Regions from separate parts of the Anser cygnoides genome. Here region 1 is linked to region 2. The links are chromatin contacts, called in public Hi-C maps. All regions are on one chromosome and are shown on one strand. Each heading gives the region's core, a stretch centred on a gene start, on an enhancer-like site or on the middle of the called end of the contact. The rest is flanking DNA. Distances are from core to core; before and after follow the strand shown.

Region 1 (4,786 bases), core at 1,269-3,768, 34 kb after region 2:
TTTGAAAAGAATGAACAAAAATATCATTTTGCATTTTTGTTGTTGTTGCACGAAAATGGTTAGTAGCAAGGAAGTAATGCCTCAATACACTGTATGATTTAGGTACATAGCAGTTTGCTTCCCTGCCAACATACAGCCAAGGCATACATTTTCTATCACAGCATTTGCGTGCTAATGGAGGGAATGAGCAGTGTTCAGCACAGCAGCTGCATCCTGTGAGTTGTGGACATCCCACCTCTGTGTGCCAGGTCTCTAATCATAGGAGAGGAACACATTTAAAGCTCAGCTGTAAGGCCTGCTCCTAGGCTTGGCCTTTCTTTCTGCTACTCAACACAAGAAAACTGGAGCAGCAGAAAAAGAGTAAATTACCTCTAGTTTGCCAGAGAAAAGCAACTCCTTTGCCCTACTGTAGTGATAAAATTATCTGTAAAAATCACTGGCAATTTCTCCTGCTAGCAAGGCTCTGGCTTGGCCACGCATTAAGATGTTCTATTCCACATAGTACAGGCATAGCAATGATAGTGCACTATGGGAGCAGTCACAATGTCATGCTGTCCCTCTCTGAATTCGCGTGTTATGTGTGCAGATGTTATACTACTGAAGGTGTAAAGCCAGTTCTGAGAGAAAAGATGTCGGTAGCACAAACAGAAACCAGAGAATAAGTGACACCTTGTCCAGTGATGCAGCACTAACAATAAAGAAAAAAAACACTTCCTAATAGAGAGTTGGTCCCAAGTCCGAAGCCATTCTTCATGCAGAAAAATCTCAAAGACTTTAGGGCCCCACTGCCATCACTGACGCAGCAATGATTGCTACACTGCATGAGAATCTACTCTCAGTAGCAGCTAGTAATATTCAATATGGATTTTAGTGCTCTCATGCCACCAGTATGTCTTGTTGCTGTCATTAGGGGAAAGAGTTAAGAAATACAAACATCCAGTAGTGGCTCATACAATTACAAAAATCAATAATATTTTCAAAATGTTGTGATGATTAATTTAGTGGCATAAAGAAATCTAGATCATTCCTCCTTCAGAAACACGCCTGTCATCTTTTCGACCACAACAGTAGGTCAAACTACTTCCAACACTTCGACGATGTGCTGGATATTAGTTGTCTGGGGGCGGACTTTTAGTTGAAGTGTTGCTGGTCCATCTATCCTATTAATTTTTGTTGGATGAGATCTGAGTCTTCCACCCCCTTCTCTCTCAGAAATCGTTTCTAAATTTATCTTCAGATGAGGAAAGAGAGAACAGTTTTCAAGCCTGAGATGGTAAGCTGTGACTAATCTAATATGCATTGTTATTTTGATAAATGTACACTCAGTAATTGATAAAATATCAGTTAAACCAGAGTTTATGATCTCAGCAGAGCAAGAGATAAATGATGCATCCTTTGCTACATTACTGCTGTGATGCAGATGGAGTTAAAGAATATAAAACTTACATGGTATGTCGTGTGAATGCTTTGTACCAGCTCAGACAGAAAAACACTTAGGTAACTGTGATGGCGAGCAGATGATTACAACACAAGTTAAACAACAGCGAAATATTGGCCATGATAATGGTGGACAGGATTCAATAAAAGATACTCTCAAACCAGTTAAAAAGTTAAAAATCATTTTGCAGTGGAGTAAATATGATGATATCCATATGAAACAAGTGACTTTTCAATGAGATTCTCAACGGCAAAGCACCACATACTCTTAGAACTTTATATAAATAATTAGTAATGTATGGTACTTTGCTCTCAATAAAGTAAGCAGTGGCAATATATTATGAAACCAACTAAATGGTATTAGAGTTCTGGGAACTGAATAAAATAAGTAGGTTTAGGCTCTGTCATCAATGGAGTTTCTCTGCTTCAGCAGTGAAAGGGATGTGAGCACTCACCACAGCTATAGAAAGTGAAAAACTTGAGTAGGAGGAAAGCTGTATGACTTTTAAGGAAAAAAAAAAAAACAACCAAAAAAAAAAAAAACTAAAAAACTCCTAAACCCAGGGTGCATCTATTTGACTGGAGAGTTTCTGTGCACTGTAATGGATCCTGTACAATGAATTCTGCACTGTTCAGCCTACATTTGTATCACGGTTGTTTATTCCTCTTGTTGCTCTTGGTTCCCCTTCCAGCTATGCAGCTATGTATAGGGGAAAGTTCATGTATGTTTTTACATATATCCTCAAATGCAGCATTCTTAGAAGAACATTTTTGCTGACTTTGATCAAGGGAAGTCATCAGTCTCTTTCTCCTGGTCATGGTGCCAAAGGAATTGGAAATAAACCTGAAAGTGAGGTGTCCCTATTAGACAAGGAGACCAGCAAGGCTCCTTGGAATTACTTGTGTTATATGTGGAAGTTATATGAGGCTGTAGAATAACCAGGTCCCAAGTTTGGCTTGTCACGGATTTGTTTCTTCTAGAGAAGAGTTCATTTAGATTTGGCCTATAGCTAGGCAGGTGGGTTCTCATTGAGGGGGAAAAGAGCTGAGGCAAGGCTTTGAGGAACATCTCCTGGAGGAAGGCGTATGTTCTTGGGGGGCAGACATGCAGATAGCCTATGGGGTAGTGGGCTTAACATGATGGCCTGAAACTTCCTCTGGAGGGGTTAAAGCAGGCTTTGACTTAGGTACTGGTCTGGAAAGGCAAAAGGCAGCCCCAAGCCAGGATGAGCTCTAGGGCTGCCGCAGGGATGCTTTCTTTAACCTGGCCTCAAAGCACTAGGCCTGCACGAAGGTCCACCTCACAGAGGCTCTGAAGCCACTCCGGCTCGAAAACATGTCTGTAAACAAGGGCTGGTGACAGCCATGTGTGTCCCCCCCTCCACAGGGGAGGCGGTGGGAGAGGTGCTCTTTCCTGTCAGGCCCCCCAGAAAGAGAGAGGTGCCCTTCCCCGAAAGACTTCAGCTGGATCTAACCGGCCAGGTGAGCCAAGCCCACCGCACCGGATCTTCTCTTTCTTTCCCCCCTCTACCCTCTCTTTCCACTCTCCTCCTCCCAAGCCACGGCGGAGGCAGGGAAGGGAAGGAGGCGAGAGGTGCCTGCGCGGGGCCCGGGCCGCGCCGTGCCAGGGGCACTCCCCTCAGCCACCACCGCGGGCGGGCAGCCCGCCGCGGGGTCCCGCTCCCCCCTCCTCCGCCCGATGGCGGGGGGCGGAGGGGAGGAGGGGAAAGCGGAGCTCCCGCTGGCCCAGCGCCGGGATTCGCTCGCCCGGGGCGGCTCGGAGCGGCGGCGGAGGGGTTAAGCTCCCCGCTGCCGGTGGGCTCGGTGCCGGCGGGGAGGGGGTTAAGCGCCTTGGCGGCGGCGGCGGCGGCTGCCACAAGGCTCCGCGCCGCGCTCCGCGCCGGAGCCGTTCCAGCGGGAAGATGGCGACGGAGGGAGCGAGCGGCGAGCCGGGCTCCGGCGCCCGGGACGACTCGGCGGCTACGGCGGCGGTAACGGGCTCGGCTGGGCCGCGGGGGGTTAGAGCCGGCTCGGCCGGCCGAGGGGGTGCTGCGGGGATGGGACGAAGCGGCGCTCGGAGACCTGCCTCCCCCGCTCCGTCCCTCCGCCCTCCTTCTCCCCCCCGGGGCGGGACGGGGCTCGGCTGCGGCCGAGGGGCGAGAAGAAGGGAGAGGCGCTGGGGGTCCCCCCGTCCTCCTTTCCCCACCCGAGGGGCTCCCCCCATTGTTCCTTCCCCGCTGTCTGAGAGCGGGGCTGGGCAGGGCAGGGCGCCGGGGTCCCCCCGGGGTCCCCCCGCTGCCTTCCCGCCGCTCCCCGAGCGGGCTGAGGCGGTGACAGCGCCCGGGGCCGGGAGAAACGTCGATCCTATAACCCTCCCCGGGCTGCCGAGCCCGCAGGAGCCTTTTTTTCTCCTTCCCTTCCCTTCTAGCGCCCCCCCCCACGGCAGCCGGGCAGAGCCCCCCGGGGGTGCGGGACGCCCCGGTGCCAGCCGGTGGCGGGGCGCGGGGGCTGCCCGCTCCGCTCCTTTCAGCGCGGGGCTGAGCCCCACACGGTGCCCCCAGCTCCCTGGGGCTCCTCACCCCCCTGCGAAGCCCTCCTTGGGTTGTGGGGGGGCTGCCGGGGGGCTCAGCTCCTGGGCATCGCCCGGCAGAGCCCGGGGTGAGCCCCCCGGCAGCGCCCAGCCCTGCAACCGAGCGCCGGGTCGGGGGCAATACAGCCGAGGAGCTGCGAGGTTTAGGCTGGGTCTTTTCTGAAAGCAACAACCCCAGAAGGCAGGATGGCGCTAGTTTCTGGGAAATTGAGGGTACTACTAGTGTGTGTGTGCCTATATACCCCTATATACCCCTATATACCCCTATATACCCCTATATACCCCTATATACCCCTATATACCCCTATATACCCCTATATACCCCTATATACCCCTATATACCCCTATATACCCCTATATACCCCTATATACCCCTATATACCCCTATATACCCCTATATACCCCTATATACCCCTATATACCCCTATATACCCCTATATACCCCTATATACCCCTATATACCCCTATATACCCCTATATACCCCTATATACCCCTATATACCCCTATATACCCCTATATACCCCTATATACCCCTATATACCCCTATATACCCCTATATACCCCTATATACCCCTATATACCCCTATATACCCCTATATACCCCTATATACCCCTATATAGATACATATTCTTTTCTTCCAAGTAGGCACAAATTCTTATCTGAAGCCATGTTCCGGCTCTCCAGTTAATTTCACTTGCACATTTTAACTCCTGCGCTGTCACAGAAATTGAGTTTTACTTTAAAAAAATAAAAAGGT
Region 2 (4,802 bases), core at 1,025-3,524:
GCAAAGTAAATCAGATGATAAAACCCGTTTTCTATAAAATGTGATCTGAAAGCGTCTTGGGAGAGACAGAATAAGATTTGAATTCAATGGCAGAAATATAATGTATAAATAAAACTATGAAATTTTAAATCCTAGCAAAAGTGAGAAGAGGAAGGAAAGTGTTTTGGCAGAGCCAAGATAACAAACACAAAGCAACAGTATATTTCCAAAATGAGAAACAAAAAAGCTCTGAAACTTTTGGAAACAGCTAAGAAATAAAGAGCATGGCTCATTCTTTGCCAGCATCTTTTAGAGTGCTTTCAAACACTAACATTGGTCAATCCCTAACATTTACACAAATAAAAATATACCGCTGTGAAATTAGGGGCTGAAATCTCCTGTGTGTTGCGGCTAACCTGTGCTACCACTTCCAGAGGTGAGAGACAGAAGGAAACCTGGGCAAGCACGGTCAGGAAAATTTTGCAAAGGAAACAGGAGAGCACCACGAGGAGCTGCATGGCCCTGTTGTGGTTCCCAACCTCAGAGCGCCAGGCATGCTCAGGCAAAATGGAGCCGAGTGACTCCGGATCCTCGCAGCCTCCATCCCCGTTGTGATTCCCTGGAGTCCCACGTGCCCCTCAGGAGCCTGCTGCTCGCTGAGCCACCAGCACACATTGCACGGGGTTATGTCTTGATCACCCAGGGTAAAGGAGCAGCAGAGGAGAAGGCCTGTCTACAGCAAAGGCATGGGTAATCTAGAAGTATGCTTTAAGCTATGAAGTACACATTAAGTACATGTGAGGTATTTACTTTTGAAAAATGTGCGTATAGGTTTCTGAAGACAAGAGATGAAACTTTATCAGTGGTGGGCAGTCTGTGGCTTTGTGAGGACAACATGTACCCTTCAGTTTTGTCAGAAAGAGGAAGGTATGGCACTGTACTTCATTTGGAGGAGAGGAGAGTGACTGAGAAATGGCACAGTGCATTTAATTAGCAACAGTGTCACCTGCCCACAAGCGATTGAGAACTGTGTATATGCATAGTTGCAGCATGATGTTTATAAAAATGATAGGGCTGCATGTTTAGTTTCAATGAGAAAGTCTGATCAGCATGTTTTGCAGTATCATTTCTTTCAAACCTTCTTACACACATTCAGTTAACAAAATGTACAAAATCAGCAGTGAGTTGCTACCGTTGCTGTTGTGTTACAGAGCAAAATGTTGGGACAAAGCCAAAATGGCTGGATTACGTCAGTCCTGTGAGCTGACAGAGGACAGACCTGCGAGCTGTTGAAAGGACACACCACGGGGAGACAGTGAGGGAAGCTTAAGCACGGGCTGCTGACTTCCAGAGGTCTCTAAATGTGTGGCTGATCTGAAAGGAATGTCTGGCTCCAGCTAGGACAGGTAGCAGTGCTGGAGTTCACTGAAGTGTGCTTTCAAATTAAGACTTGTATTTGTGAGATTCAGAATGATGTTGCAGTGACAAAAGATCAAGGGAAGAAACAAAAGCTCTGAGTTCTGCTTTATACCACAGTTCCTCTCTGATACGTGAGCTCTCATGAATGCTGTGAATTCGTTTTGCCATACTTTATCTCTTTATCTACCTATTTATCAGTCTCTAATATATAGATAAATAACTATTTTATGGATGCTCTGAAGGACTGATGAAATGTTATATAAAGGAAAACTGCTAATTTTATAAACTGTTATACAAGATATGCCAAAGATGTTGGGCTAATCACTACTCCCATTTTTATATTATATGTCTAAAATCTCTGATGTTTCACAAAGGTAACCAGGCTCAATATATAGTTTCTTTGCTTCATGCAGAGTGAAATCCTTGTTACAGAAAGTTAACGGTTTATTTCATTTATTACAAATATCACAGTGATAAATACTGCCTTTGACACAAAGGATTTTCCTAAAGAAAAGGTTACGTGTTTAGTGTGTTGTCACCCAAACTGGTCACTTGTAAAATCTTATGTACCTTGCTGAATGTGTTGAGAAAGTTCACATCTGATGTTCCATGTCTATTATCCTGAATAGCAAGTCTAATTTATGAAAAGAGCATTTCTTTTTTAGAAGATAAATAATGGTAGTATAATGTTACACTAGAGGTAAAGTAAGGTCAAAGCTGTTCAGAGCCATCAAATAATCTGTCCTGGAAAAAGAATACGGGCAGGCTGAGCTAATCGAACAGTCCGGCTGACCGAGCACTGGCTAACACACTGTAGCACCCTATTGACTTTCCAGAACACGTCAATCCATCCAACTGCACATGCATTCATGTCACCATGAAAGATCAGCATACGTCCCAAGCTCTGCTACAGTTCTAACTGCAAGCAAGGCAAATATTTCTGTAATGCTTCTTTGTATCTTTTAAACCTTCACACTTCTTCAAGCTGACAAAAAATAAATAAATAAATAAAAGATTCTTGGACTAGGAAACCACTTGAAAAAAAAATCTCTTTGCTTTCCTAAAGAATCTCTGGAAAGTCATGTGTTTTTGACGTGCCTGTGAAATAACATCTGTTCTAAAAAATCCTCTGCTTTTTTTTCTCTTTCTTAATCCTTCCAGTTGTGAAGTCTTGGTAATATGTTTGCACAAAAGAGAGAATAGCACTTGCAATTTAGGTTATATGTAATTTATTCAGCTATGTTTTTTTCCAAAACAGAAGTGCCTATCTGTTATCAGCGATCATTATTGCTGTACCCTGTTGCTCCACTGATGGTTTACAAACACGAACTTCGATCTCAGCTAGTGTTTCTCCTTTACCTCCAAAGACCTCCACTTGCTAGCAGTCCCTGGCTGCCACGAGACTTTCTCCCGTTCTTTCAAACGAAGACCTTGTGACTTTGCTTTCTTCTCTTCACTTGAGCTGCAGTCAGCTCAAGCTTTTACACAGTCTCTTCAATTTAATGCAATAACAAAATGTCAAGTGTTGTACAGCTTATGAAGGAATTAAAATATGCTAGAAAGGGATCAGTATAGTCAATAGCAGGAATGAGAAAAGAAATAACAAACCATATTCAATTAGGGACAGAACGAACTCCCTAAAAGCTCCTGAACTCTCAGAGAAACCAGATAGGTCAAGGCTTATGTGGTGTGTGTAGCTGTCCTGCTAGGCTGAAAACTAGAGAATTTATAGAGCTGCTGGGCCAAATCCTGCACTCAGCAGAGCATAAATCTATAATATTTCCATTAGCCTTCATGGATTTATGTCACTGTAAGGGATATCAGAATCTGACTCTTTTTTTTCACTGCTTTACGTGATGAATAATGTGGTCATCGTAAACAGTTTATCAGGAAAATCAAAGTACTGCATTTTAGAGATTAGAATAAATGTCCTTTGAAGTGACTGGGCAGCAATTAAGACAAATAGATGTTCCTGGTGAATACACACCCAAAAGCCTAGCTCTCACTCTTAACTTCTTTCCAACTTGACTTTGATCAGAACGGAAAGATACCCATTTGTCAGTCTACTTTTCTCAGGGCTTTGCCCAAGAAAATAGAATAGAATCACAGAATCATAGAATCATTTAGGTTGGAAAAGACTTCCAAGATCATCAAGTCCAAATATTCACCTAGCACTGCCAAGTCTACCACTAAACCATGTCCCTAAGCACCGCATCTACACGTCTTTTGGATACCCCCAGGGATGGTGACTCAACTACTTCCGTGGGCAGCCTGCTCCAATGCCTCACAACACTTTCAGTGAAGAAATTTTTACTGATATCCAACCTAAACTTCCCCTGGTGCAAGTTGAGGCCATTTCTTCTTGTTCTATCACTTCTTGCTTGGGAGAAGAGACAGACCCTCACGCCCCTAAAGCCTCCTTTGAGGTAGTAGAAGAGAGTGATAAAGTCTCCCCTGAGCTTCCTTTCCTCTAGGTTAAATAATCCCAGTTCCCTAAGGACTGTTCCCTGTATTGAAATGACAGCTTAGAGAGTACAGAGAGAATTACAGAATTTGTAATCAGATATTTAAACTTTCTTTAAGCTAGATTTCAGAATTTTATGGGACTAAAGTGTTGTAGGCTGAAGGTCCAGCTTCAGGTGTTTTAGTTCTATACAAAAGGCAAAGACATAATAAAAAGTGGGACATTATGTTGACACATTCATCTTTGTCTTAACTCTGGATATTAAGTGTTTTTTGAAGTGAAGAAATGGAGTATCTTATATGTAAGGATTCTGAGTGCCTTTTGACACTGAATACAAATCAGCTGTGTATTAGACAGTGCTCATAAGGGAAGGCCAGGGCTAGTCACCTGTGCTTTGGCCGTTTGAAGGCTGAAGGTCACCAGGATGGTCTTCAAGCAAAGAGTGGCTTGATGCAGTGAAATTTGGGAAAGGAACTGTGAAGAGATTCAGCAACAGAGGTAGTGGTGGTGGGGCATCAGGCCTGAGTTCAAAGCTGGGCTAATTACTCTTATAGATCTCCAGTTCCTGAATGATCCCGTCCTGGAGACAAAGTAGGTGATCCTCAGACTGCATTTGCTGAAAACACTACTTCAGCTCAACACCTGGAAGCAGGGCACTGACAGTCATATGCTCTGCTCGGTCTCACTGTGCTGCTGCTGGGGATCTGTGGCCTGATTCAGGGAGGAGCAGGGATGTTAGGAGCTATGCACTTACTGAGTATTTTTAAATTAAAGTAGCACATCATAAAACATTTAAAGACCGTCATTGTCACCAGATTAGTCTGATCTCTGGCTTTGGGTCTGAATGTGTAGCACTGTGAATCATTAGAAATCAGTTCATAAGCTGCTGTAACTTCTTGTTTACCTAACAGGCAATTATTCCTATTAATCACTTATGATA

Evidence for each region. A called contact is a pair of places that touch in the nucleus more often than the background predicts.
Region 1: a Hi-C map of liver shows a contact between it and region 2, with 2.7 times the contacts expected there. The contact joins the promoter of CTTNBP2 here to the enhancer-like site in region 2. A contact is called at or near these places in 4 of 7 Hi-C or Micro-C datasets (blood, fetal liver, granulosa cells and 1 more).

Annotation. Positions count from the first base shown.
Region 1 is chr1:27,095,835-27,100,620 of Taihu_goose_T2T_genome, forward strand. CTTNBP2 (cortactin binding protein 2) reads left to right here and starts at 2,519. Exons shown (of 23, transcript XM_013190811.3): 1 at 2,519-2,919. The coding sequence starts at 2,803.
Region 2 is chr1:27,061,692-27,066,493 of Taihu_goose_T2T_genome, forward strand. No RefSeq gene overlaps it. Among named protein-coding and RNA genes, the nearest start is that of CTTNBP2, 34 kb to the right of the region's middle. Within about 2 kb of position 2,275, at least 1 of the 3 cell types and tissues checked has open chromatin away from gene starts, as enhancers often do. A contact at or near this core is called in liver, where this site is marked.